Linked DNA regions of Arachis hypogaea: region 2 is linked to region 1. A link is a contact called in public Hi-C data. All regions are on one chromosome and are shown on one strand. Each heading gives the region's core, a stretch centred on a gene start, on an enhancer-like site or on the middle of the called end of the contact. The rest is flanking DNA. Distances are from core to core; before and after follow the strand shown. Region 1 has its middle 8.0 kb from the start of LOC140178244. Region 2 holds the start of LOC112741169 (transcription factor MUTE).

What was found. A called contact is a pair of places that touch in the nucleus more often than the background predicts.
Region 2: a contact with region 1 is called in a Hi-C map of an unstated tissue, with 3 times the contacts expected there. The contact joins the promoter of LOC112741169 here to the enhancer-like site in region 1. A contact is called at or near these places in 3 of 8 Hi-C or Micro-C datasets (leaf and an unstated tissue).

Annotation. Positions count from the first base shown.
Region 1 is chr14:5,532,313-5,536,938 of arahy.Tifrunner.gnm2.J5K5, forward strand. No RefSeq gene overlaps it. Among protein-coding and RNA genes, the nearest start is that of LOC140178244, 8.0 kb to the left of the region's middle. Within about 2 kb of position 1,984, at least 1 of the 3 cell types and tissues checked has open chromatin away from gene starts, as enhancers often do.
Region 2 is chr14:5,593,091-5,597,716 of arahy.Tifrunner.gnm2.J5K5, forward strand. LOC112741169 (transcription factor MUTE) reads right to left here and starts at 2,720. Exons shown (of 2, transcript XR_003171386.2): 1 at 2,585-2,720. LOC112741168 reads left to right here and starts at 3,192. Exons shown (of 4, transcript XM_072213656.1): 1 at 3,192-3,333; 2 at 3,930-4,193. The coding sequence starts at 4,155.

The DNA.
Region 1 (4,626 bases), core at 734-3,233:
TTAATATTATATTTGATATCAATGATTTATATTTAAAATTTAAAGTTTAAATTTTATAATTTAAGAATTAAATTTCAGAATTTTAGCGTTTAAAATTTATTATTTATAATTTAAAATTTAGAATTTAAACATTCAAATTTTTTAGAGCGTTACATTTTTTAATTAATGATTTAACATATTTAACTAAATTATTATTTAACAATACTAAATTATTAATTTTTTGTAAAAACAACATGAGTTTTCATCTTATATTTGTTGTCATTTTGAATGTACTATTTAATTGTCTTTATTTTCTTGGAGTTGAATTTTTTCTAAACTAAAAATTTATTTATCCAATACACATGTTAAAAATTTTATTTAAAGTAATGCAAGAATCAACTTATCTAACATAAATATTTTTTTAAGTCTTTTAGAATAATAAATTTTTTTTAAGAACTAAAATAATCGATCTAAAATTTCTTCGGTACAATTTAAATATTTGATCTTTGTTATATATATAGATTCTTATGTTTGGATAATTTAATCGTGTAATATTTCTCATGTTTTATTGATTATTATAATTCATATTTATAATAATCCTCTATGCAGCTGTCTCGCATATAAAGTGTGTTAATAATAACAAAGTAATAGATATATGGTAAGCATATCACAAGATGAAGATCAAAGTGTTAATGTGTCTCAAACTTAAATATAAGTAGGAACTAAAAGATTTTTATATTTACATTAGAAATATATTCTTGAGTCATTAACCAGTGCAAATATAAAAACTTTTTAACCCTTAGTTGTATAGAAAAAAAAAAGTTATTCATATGACATTATTGTTATCATAAATAGCATAACGTTGTTTATAAATATTCAATGTATTTTTGAGAATATATGAAGGGGCTATTTTTTTTTTGGTGTGTACCAGGGTATCCATCAGGCCGGAAGCCCAATGACTAATCCCTCGGGTACTGCAGAGGCACACAAAGTGGGCGACCCTCCCAAGCAAGCAAACTCCATTCCCATCCTCCAGTGAGTATCGAACCCGAGAGAGATGGTTAAGGGACACAGACCCTCATCCATCTGTGCCAACTTGCGTTGGTTGAAGGGGCTATTTAATAACATCTCCCAATTATTTTTTCGTATGTTGTTGGACCCAAATAAAAAAACTAAGATATCACAAGCCCATGAGAATAATAACTACTATGTTTGGAGGTCCAACCCAAGACTAGAGAATTTGAGTATGGTTTCCTTCTGGTTGAATCTGTGTTTTCCTGCTTCTTCAATAGGTTAGGCGTGAAAGAGTGAAGAGAGAGAATGAGTTACTGTTTGTTTGTTATTTTTACCCCACACGTACGATTAAACAACCCCAACTACAATTAGGGACGGATACAAAGGGCCACTGAAAGCCTCGGCCTCTAAATTTTTTTTTAAAAAAATTAATAGTAATAAGTTATTAAATATAATTTAATTTTTTAAAAAAATTATTTAATATTTAATTTAATATAAATAAAAATTAAATTCAATTTAAATATTAATAATTTTTAATATTTAAAAAGTAAATAATAATATCAAAAAAATTTTTAAAAAATATTATTATTAATATTTTTTAATTAAATAAAATTTTTTAAATCTTATAAAGTGAATTTTTTTATTTTTGTAATTGTCTTTTTTGATTTATTTAGTATTTTAATTTTCTTTCTTTCAATTGTTATAACTGAAAATTTTTTTTTTAACTATAAATATTTCTTGTTAAATTAGTAGAAAGTGCACATATTTTTGTATTTTAAAATATATTATCTATAAATATATATGGCACACTCGTCAAGATTTAAACCCAAATACAATATATTAAGAATTATATAATTTTACCACTTAAACTAAGTCTCAGTTATATTATTGTTTGAATTCATGGGTATGGGTTATTTTTGGGTTGGGTCAATTCCATCCGGCCTTACCCGGAAAAAAAGGAGAGAAATGGCCCAGTTCAAGAGAAGACCTTCCTTGACAAAAAAATATATAAAAAAAGAGAAGACCTTGGAGTGGTTGAAAATAAATAGGGTGTAATCTAGACTTGACCCAAAATATAGATCAGATTTAATTTTTAGACTCTAATTCGATCCTAGACTTGATGAAACCTACGCACCTTTGGGTCGGGTGAAAACCGAGTCTTTATCATGTAAAAATCACCTCATCTCCAACCATTATTTCACAATTCACATAGTAAAATTCACTTAAAAAAAATATAACAAGAACCAACCCTTCTCTAAAATTAAAGCATAACCATAATCAATACTAATATTGTCTAATAACACCAAATATTTAAATCAATATAAATAACACAATATTATGCATTAGTCTAAAGTCTTATGCATTTTAAACATAAAATATTAACTTATAATCTTATGATGTCTAATAACACAAAATATTAAGGTTTACAATATTTAAATTCCACAAAAGAATAGCCATCATCAATCACTAATAACACGACCGGGCCACCGGACCGAGTTCGGGCGACCCAAGCTATGGCTCGGACCCGACCCGAAATAATGACCAGATCTATTTTTGAGACCATTACCTGAACTTAGACCCGATAAAATCACACCAAATCAGCCCCTTAAGTGTTCAGGACCGGGAAGGACCATGTACACCCCTAGTTGAAAATTTGGTTCAAGTGGCATATCATATGTCTGCTAAACAATCACATTCGAATTTAAATCTCATTAGTGGGAAAAAGAAATCCATATATTGTGTGTGGGGGTGTGTTGTGATGTAAAGACAGAAACAAAAAAAAAGAGAAGACATTGGAAGATAGTTTTTGTTTTGCTTTTTTAGTTGCATGGGGTGAATTGAGAATGAGATAGAGAGAGTGTAAAGAATGAGAGAAGTGAGCTATTGTATGTGTGACAGGAATATAATTGTATACACCACTGCTATAAGCAGAATTTATACTAATGGAACACTACATAAGAGTGGAAGGAAACAAATTCTTGGTTCTGATATACCAGTCCTACTTCAAGCTATGAAGTATAGACAAGTTACCAATTCATATCTTTCTAAAGAGTGTTGTCCCACCTAAATCACTCAAAGTATAGTTATTAAAAGTTTAAAACCAAACCAAAAATCAAATATATATAAAATCACTGAATTCAATTATTAGTTCAACCTGTAAGTTATAGGTTGAATTAGTTGATTTGGTTATAACAGAATTTGATAACCATGACTGGAAGCTAAGAAACCAAAAATCCACACTTGATAAATTTTTTCCTCAGCCACTAGTCACCATCCTTCTTCAATAAGAAAGAGGTAAAAGAAATGGTACAAAGTAACGTAACAAGCAACATCTAATTAAGTTTAACGAAGTAATTAATATTAACTCTTACGGAATAAATTGAAGTAAAGCAAACGGAAAAATAAATACAACAGACTTGCGCTATGGACATATAAATATATATTGAAAATATACAAAAATATTAAATGTATACTAAAAATCATCTACTAAATTAATTTATATATAGTAAATTTTACTCTATCCTTTCTATAATAACATGTATATTATCCTCTCTGACATGTCACTCTTTAATTGGTGGTTATGTTCACTATGGTTAAACTATTGGTAATTAAATTATAGCCCAAAGTGGATAATTGTATAATTTACTAAACTATTAAAAATTTAATTTTTGTTTCTTACCCAAATCATGCTCCCAAAAAATGAATCCTTGCTTTTCAATTGGTGATGTTATATCAAAGGCATGTTGTGACTTTGCAGAATCAATTAGCCAAGATCGTGAAGACTTATTGCAAATGTTGATCCTTAGGAAGGAAATTCCAGCATGGTTTGAGCATCAGGAAGAAGATGATGGAGTATCAATGTCATTTCCCCAAAATTGTCCTTCAATTAAAATCATTGCACTTGCTCTTTGTTTCCTAATTGAAATTGAAGAATATATTGACTCTGCAACGGTGAATAATTTATTAATATCAAATAAAATCATTAATATTTAATTACAAAATTACCCTACTTTAGTTAAGATATTAACTTTTATTGAGTTAAATTAACTCAAACTAAAACTAAACATTCAATTAAAACATGTCACGTCACAAGGAGTAATTTACATATTGATTTAGAGGGAGTTGGATAGAACTCACCTTTATATATATATATATAATGGGATTTTAGAATAAAAATTATAGTATATATAGTAGTTGATACAAAGTAGATGGAATCATTCATTCATCTAAGGCAGCAATAAAATAAAATGTTGATGAGTATAATAAGTGGTTTGGAATCATTCAGATCAGAGACGAAAAACCACACATACACAGCATGCACGATGCATGAATCATCATGATGATTGCATGCGTATGATAACATATCGATCTATTTTCTAGTGTCATGAAGTCTATGACAAACATAAAACCCTACATTTTGGTTTTTGTGCATGTCTCTCTCATGCACCGTTATATTTTATTTGACAAATGATTGGAAATAGAGTCTCTATATTATGTTGAAATGCTACATGATTATCAGAGCGCAGTGATAATAGCCTCTCTGCAGAAGCTTTGTTGTACTTCCATTGCTAGTTCCTCCAGACTCAGTTCACATTCCAGCCCTATCTGCATTCGATCATTCCAAAGTTATAT
Region 2 (4,626 bases), core at 1,470-3,969, 62 kb after region 1:
ATTAAAAAGATCCATTCAAAAAAACTCAATATAATGATCCAAATCTGGCCCCTTTGCTTTCATTTTTTTTTATCTTGAGTTTTTTCCGTTTACGTTTTTATTTTTGAGTTGCAACGTGTAATGGGTCTAGCAGACCCAATTAGCCTAGATATACTTCTTTGGATTTACAGTTTTACACTAAGCGTGTCAATAAGGAATAGTAAAAGCCAATGAGCCTGGCTCTAATGGCATTTCTCTCCCCTCCCACCTCAAGGTCTAGGGTTCAAACCCTAAAGAATGCAATTGAGAAAAAATGTGATAAAATATGTGAAGAGTGTGTGGGTGTGTTGTGTACCTAGGATTGGGGGTTGTCCAATCCATTGGAGTACCTAGGATTGGAGGTTGTCCAATCCACCGACCAAAAAAAAAAATAGTAAAAAAGTTAACACTAAGTTGAGTTAGTCTAATAATTAGTTTATTAATTTATTTAATAAGTATTAGAGTTTGAATTTCGTATTATATATATAATAATTCATTAGCCAACAATAAATCCTTAAATAAAATTCAATATTGTGGCGAATTAATCATTGCTCTATCAGACTGGAAGATACTGTAATAACAAAAAAAAAGAAATAAAATTAAAAAAAAATATGAAAGAAAGAGAATACAAAAGATATATAATAATTTAGAAAATATAACATTTTTAAAAGTATCTATAACTTTTAAAAGTAATAAATATGGGTATATGAAATTTTAATTTTACTAAATATAAAAAGGTTAACATATACTTTTTAAAAAAATTAAATATTTTTTTAATAAATTTTACCAGTTAAATGGAAGGGTGTAATATAAATTTTATTGAAGGGAATAGCAGTAGCAGGTATAACACACTATGGAGGACTCAAGCTTCAATGTACACAGTACAATAACAGAATCAGTATAATAAAGAAGAGAAGAAAAATTGTGAAGGAACGACATTAGAGACAATCCACGCTCCTCATCCAAGGACCACATCACGCTAACGAACGTATTTCTCTAACCACCTATTAGTAGTTCTCATTCTTGCACTTCTTCTTGGGCCTTGATTTACCCCTATGCTTGCCATCTGTCCTTGGCTTGTAACTAATTCCTCCTCCAACATATGTGGCTCTAAGGCATGATTGTTATTACTATTTTATGTATAGGTAGCCTGGTTAACCTCAACGTGCTCTGCCTTCTTCCCATTCGTTACATTACCCCGCTCATCAACAACAACCTTGTCCTCAAGGTTGAAATCAGGATAAGTATGGCGCAAATCATCAGCACTCTCCCACGACGTGTTGGCACTCGGCCCCTGACCCCATTTGATCCGCAATTGAATAATCTCTTTACCATCTTTGATGACTGTTCTCGTACCCAGAATCTCTTGCGGTTCCAATAAAGGACCCAACTCTGTTGTGCATAGAGGAAGGGGGAGATAATGGTCAACCTTCTCACCCCTAAACTTCTTTAAAGCTGATATGTGAAACACATTATGAATCTTGGCTTCAGGAGGCAGTGCCAATTTATAAGCCATGGCACTAAGCTTACGACAGATCTTAAATGGCCCGAAATAGCGCATCGCCAATTTTTTATGCTTCCTCAAAGCAACTGAATGCTGTATATAAGGTTGAAACTTCACCAACACGAAATCACCCTCTTCAAATTCAACCAAACGTCACTGCTTGTCTGCAACTTAGATTTTGGTTGACATATTTTGCTCAACTTTGCTTTTCGCTGACCATATTTGTTAGCTCCTTAGGGGAAATTGCCTACAAATGACCTTAGATAAAGTTTGGACAGAGCAATTTTATCAAGGATATTACTAGGGGTATAGAATATAACAACAGAGTTTGATGATTAGATTATGGTTTCTCACAGCAGAGGCCTAGCATAAATGGCATATCTGTATGTAGTTTAAGAACCCATAATGTGTGTGAGTGAAGGGTGTGTGCGTAGTGTATAATAACCAAAAAATAAAAGATTATGGTTTCTCAGATGACAGAATGGACAGCCACATATATCAGTACTCTTCATTTCCATCCTCCTTCGAAGAAACTTGTAGGCGAAAATACTAGAACTAGTTTCAATTTACAGCTCTGTAGATTATTGTCCTATTAGATGGCACTTATCTTGGCTCTTTGGAGAGAGGGGAAAAAAAGACGACAAACAAGAATAACAAAACCTCAAACTCACACAAACTAAGTATTAACTACTAAGATTTCTATAGCAGGAAACCAGAAATAACTACAAACTACAAATATAAAGGTATTCATCGAGTGAAAATTCTCCCCTTTTATCTTTGGCAATAATTGCAATAAACAATTGTAAATAAGTTCCTGAATAAGCTTCATTGATGTCGAAAATCCATTCATACAAGGGCTAATCATCCTAAATATCAAAACGGTGGAAAGGCATAGTTACCTTCTTCAAGCTTATATTCTAATACCTGAATATTAACCAATCAATGAAGACAAATGTAGAATTGGTAAAAATGTTGTCCAGAAACACAGAAGAGCTAGTAAAAACAATGGTACACCAAAAAAAGGACCTTTTTTACGATAAACATGAATTGGATATGACTTACTTGCGACGTATAGGTTTCTCTTTGTAATTCTTCTTCGACGCAGTCATTGGTGTAGTGTAATTTTGTCCGGGGTTGAAATCAAGTTGAAATTCCCAATTCGTTCGAAAACTCCGTGGTTAGGGTTTTACGCTTGAAGCTGAACCAAAAAGAATCGTGAAGTTTTTTGGAGCAAACTTAAATTACGGTTAGGAGTGTGCACGGGTAGCGGGTACTCGATTACCCGTCCGAACCCGAACCGAACCAATTAAATTGATTTTGGAACCGATGGATAATCGGGTCCAACCTAAACCAAACCGATGACATTTACTAATGATTGGTTTGGGTATCGGTTTTAGGGGCGCGGAAGCCAAACTAACCCGTGAACCCGATCATAATTAATTAAATAAAATATATATACCCTAATACTATCTCACTAACGGCGCAACCATGGAGTAGACCCAGAAAGTAGAAACCCTAGCAGAGGCGGAGCTTTCTCCTACCACGCAACCAGCTTCTCCAATCTTCATCGCTTCTCCATTAGGCTTCAGGCGCATCGTCTTCTCCACCTCGTCCGTGGACCATCTGGTGCATCGTCTTCTCCATCGTCTTTCTGGTAGCGGCAGTGACGCAGCAACCAACTTTCTCTCCGTTGTTGGCGTCTCAGTCGGTATCTCTGTCAGCATCGTTGTTCGCGGTTCCCTCTCCAGCAGCCAGCTTCGTCTTCAATCAGCCGTTCCTTCTGCAGCAGCCAGCTTTCTCCAAGCTCCAACGTCGTCTTCTCTATAATTTTTGGGGAATGTTATATGTTAAAGTGTTAACTGTTTTATTTTCTGTTTAATTTTTGAAATTATACATTCTTAGTTGTTGTTGAATAAAGCAATCTTGATCACTCTGAAGCAATCGTGCTGTTCAATTTTTTAAATATTAATAGAATCTTGCTCTTATGTAAAAGCTAGATTTGATTTTGAACTGAGGATTTTCTATAAGCTAATTTTGATTTTTAACTTTAAAAATATTATGCTATTCATTTACTATTATAATTCATGGTAGCAGATAAACGAAGAAAAAATTGAAAGAAAGCTAGAACTGAATTTTACTAATGGTGAGATTTAGATTTGTATTAGCGGTACACACTATATATAAGTTAGTAACTATGAAGAAATTATATGTAAACTATACTCTGATTAGTTGAGTAATTAAATGAATACTCTGCAGTGTTATATTTTTTATTGTAAACTTCCATTTTGGGGACATAATGCTTGCAATGTTAATAAATACTCTGCAGTAAGGTCTTTCAATTGTACTAATTGGTAATAGCCACACTGATCTTTACGTCTAAATACTCTTTTAAAAACTTGGGTGACAGACTGGCGAAGAAGCAGGTGTCACAACGAAAGGTGACATCGACTGACAAAGAGGAAGGAAGTTGTTTTCACGAGTCACGACTGGCAGTGGCGACGCCGATCAGAACGCGAGCAGATTTGACGATGAGAAATTGAGAATTTAGAGCTCCTTCCACTTCGATTCGGTTACCTAATTTAACTAATTTCTCCGTACAAAACTCCGTTTCCATTTTACGGCGTTTACCGCCATGGAAGCCACCGACGACGTAGAATCCCCCACACCGATTGTACGAAACTCCTCACATCTTTCTTTATTCCTCAATTTTATATCATTATTATTCTTAAATTGATCTAGCTATAATATTTGATATAGTAGCATTAGGCAAAGAATTTGAGTAGGGTTCACTAGAATTTCCTTGTTTATATGAAGGTATTGGTAAGTGAACTGGTTTCCTTGCCACTGCACAAAGATATTAATATAGTGAATATGTATTTGATCAACCTTAGGTCAATCTGTATTGGTATACTGGAAATAATTTAGTAAATTGGGAAAAGCATTGATTTGGGCCCATTTCCTTTTCTTCTAGGTTCCTGAAGATAACTATGAAATGTGTTTGCCTTCACCATCCTGAGTTCATTCAATTATTAGTTTCATTGATATTATCTAATTTCCTTTACCAAGCCTCCCCAAAGTTAGCAGGAACTGTTAACTGGGGTACA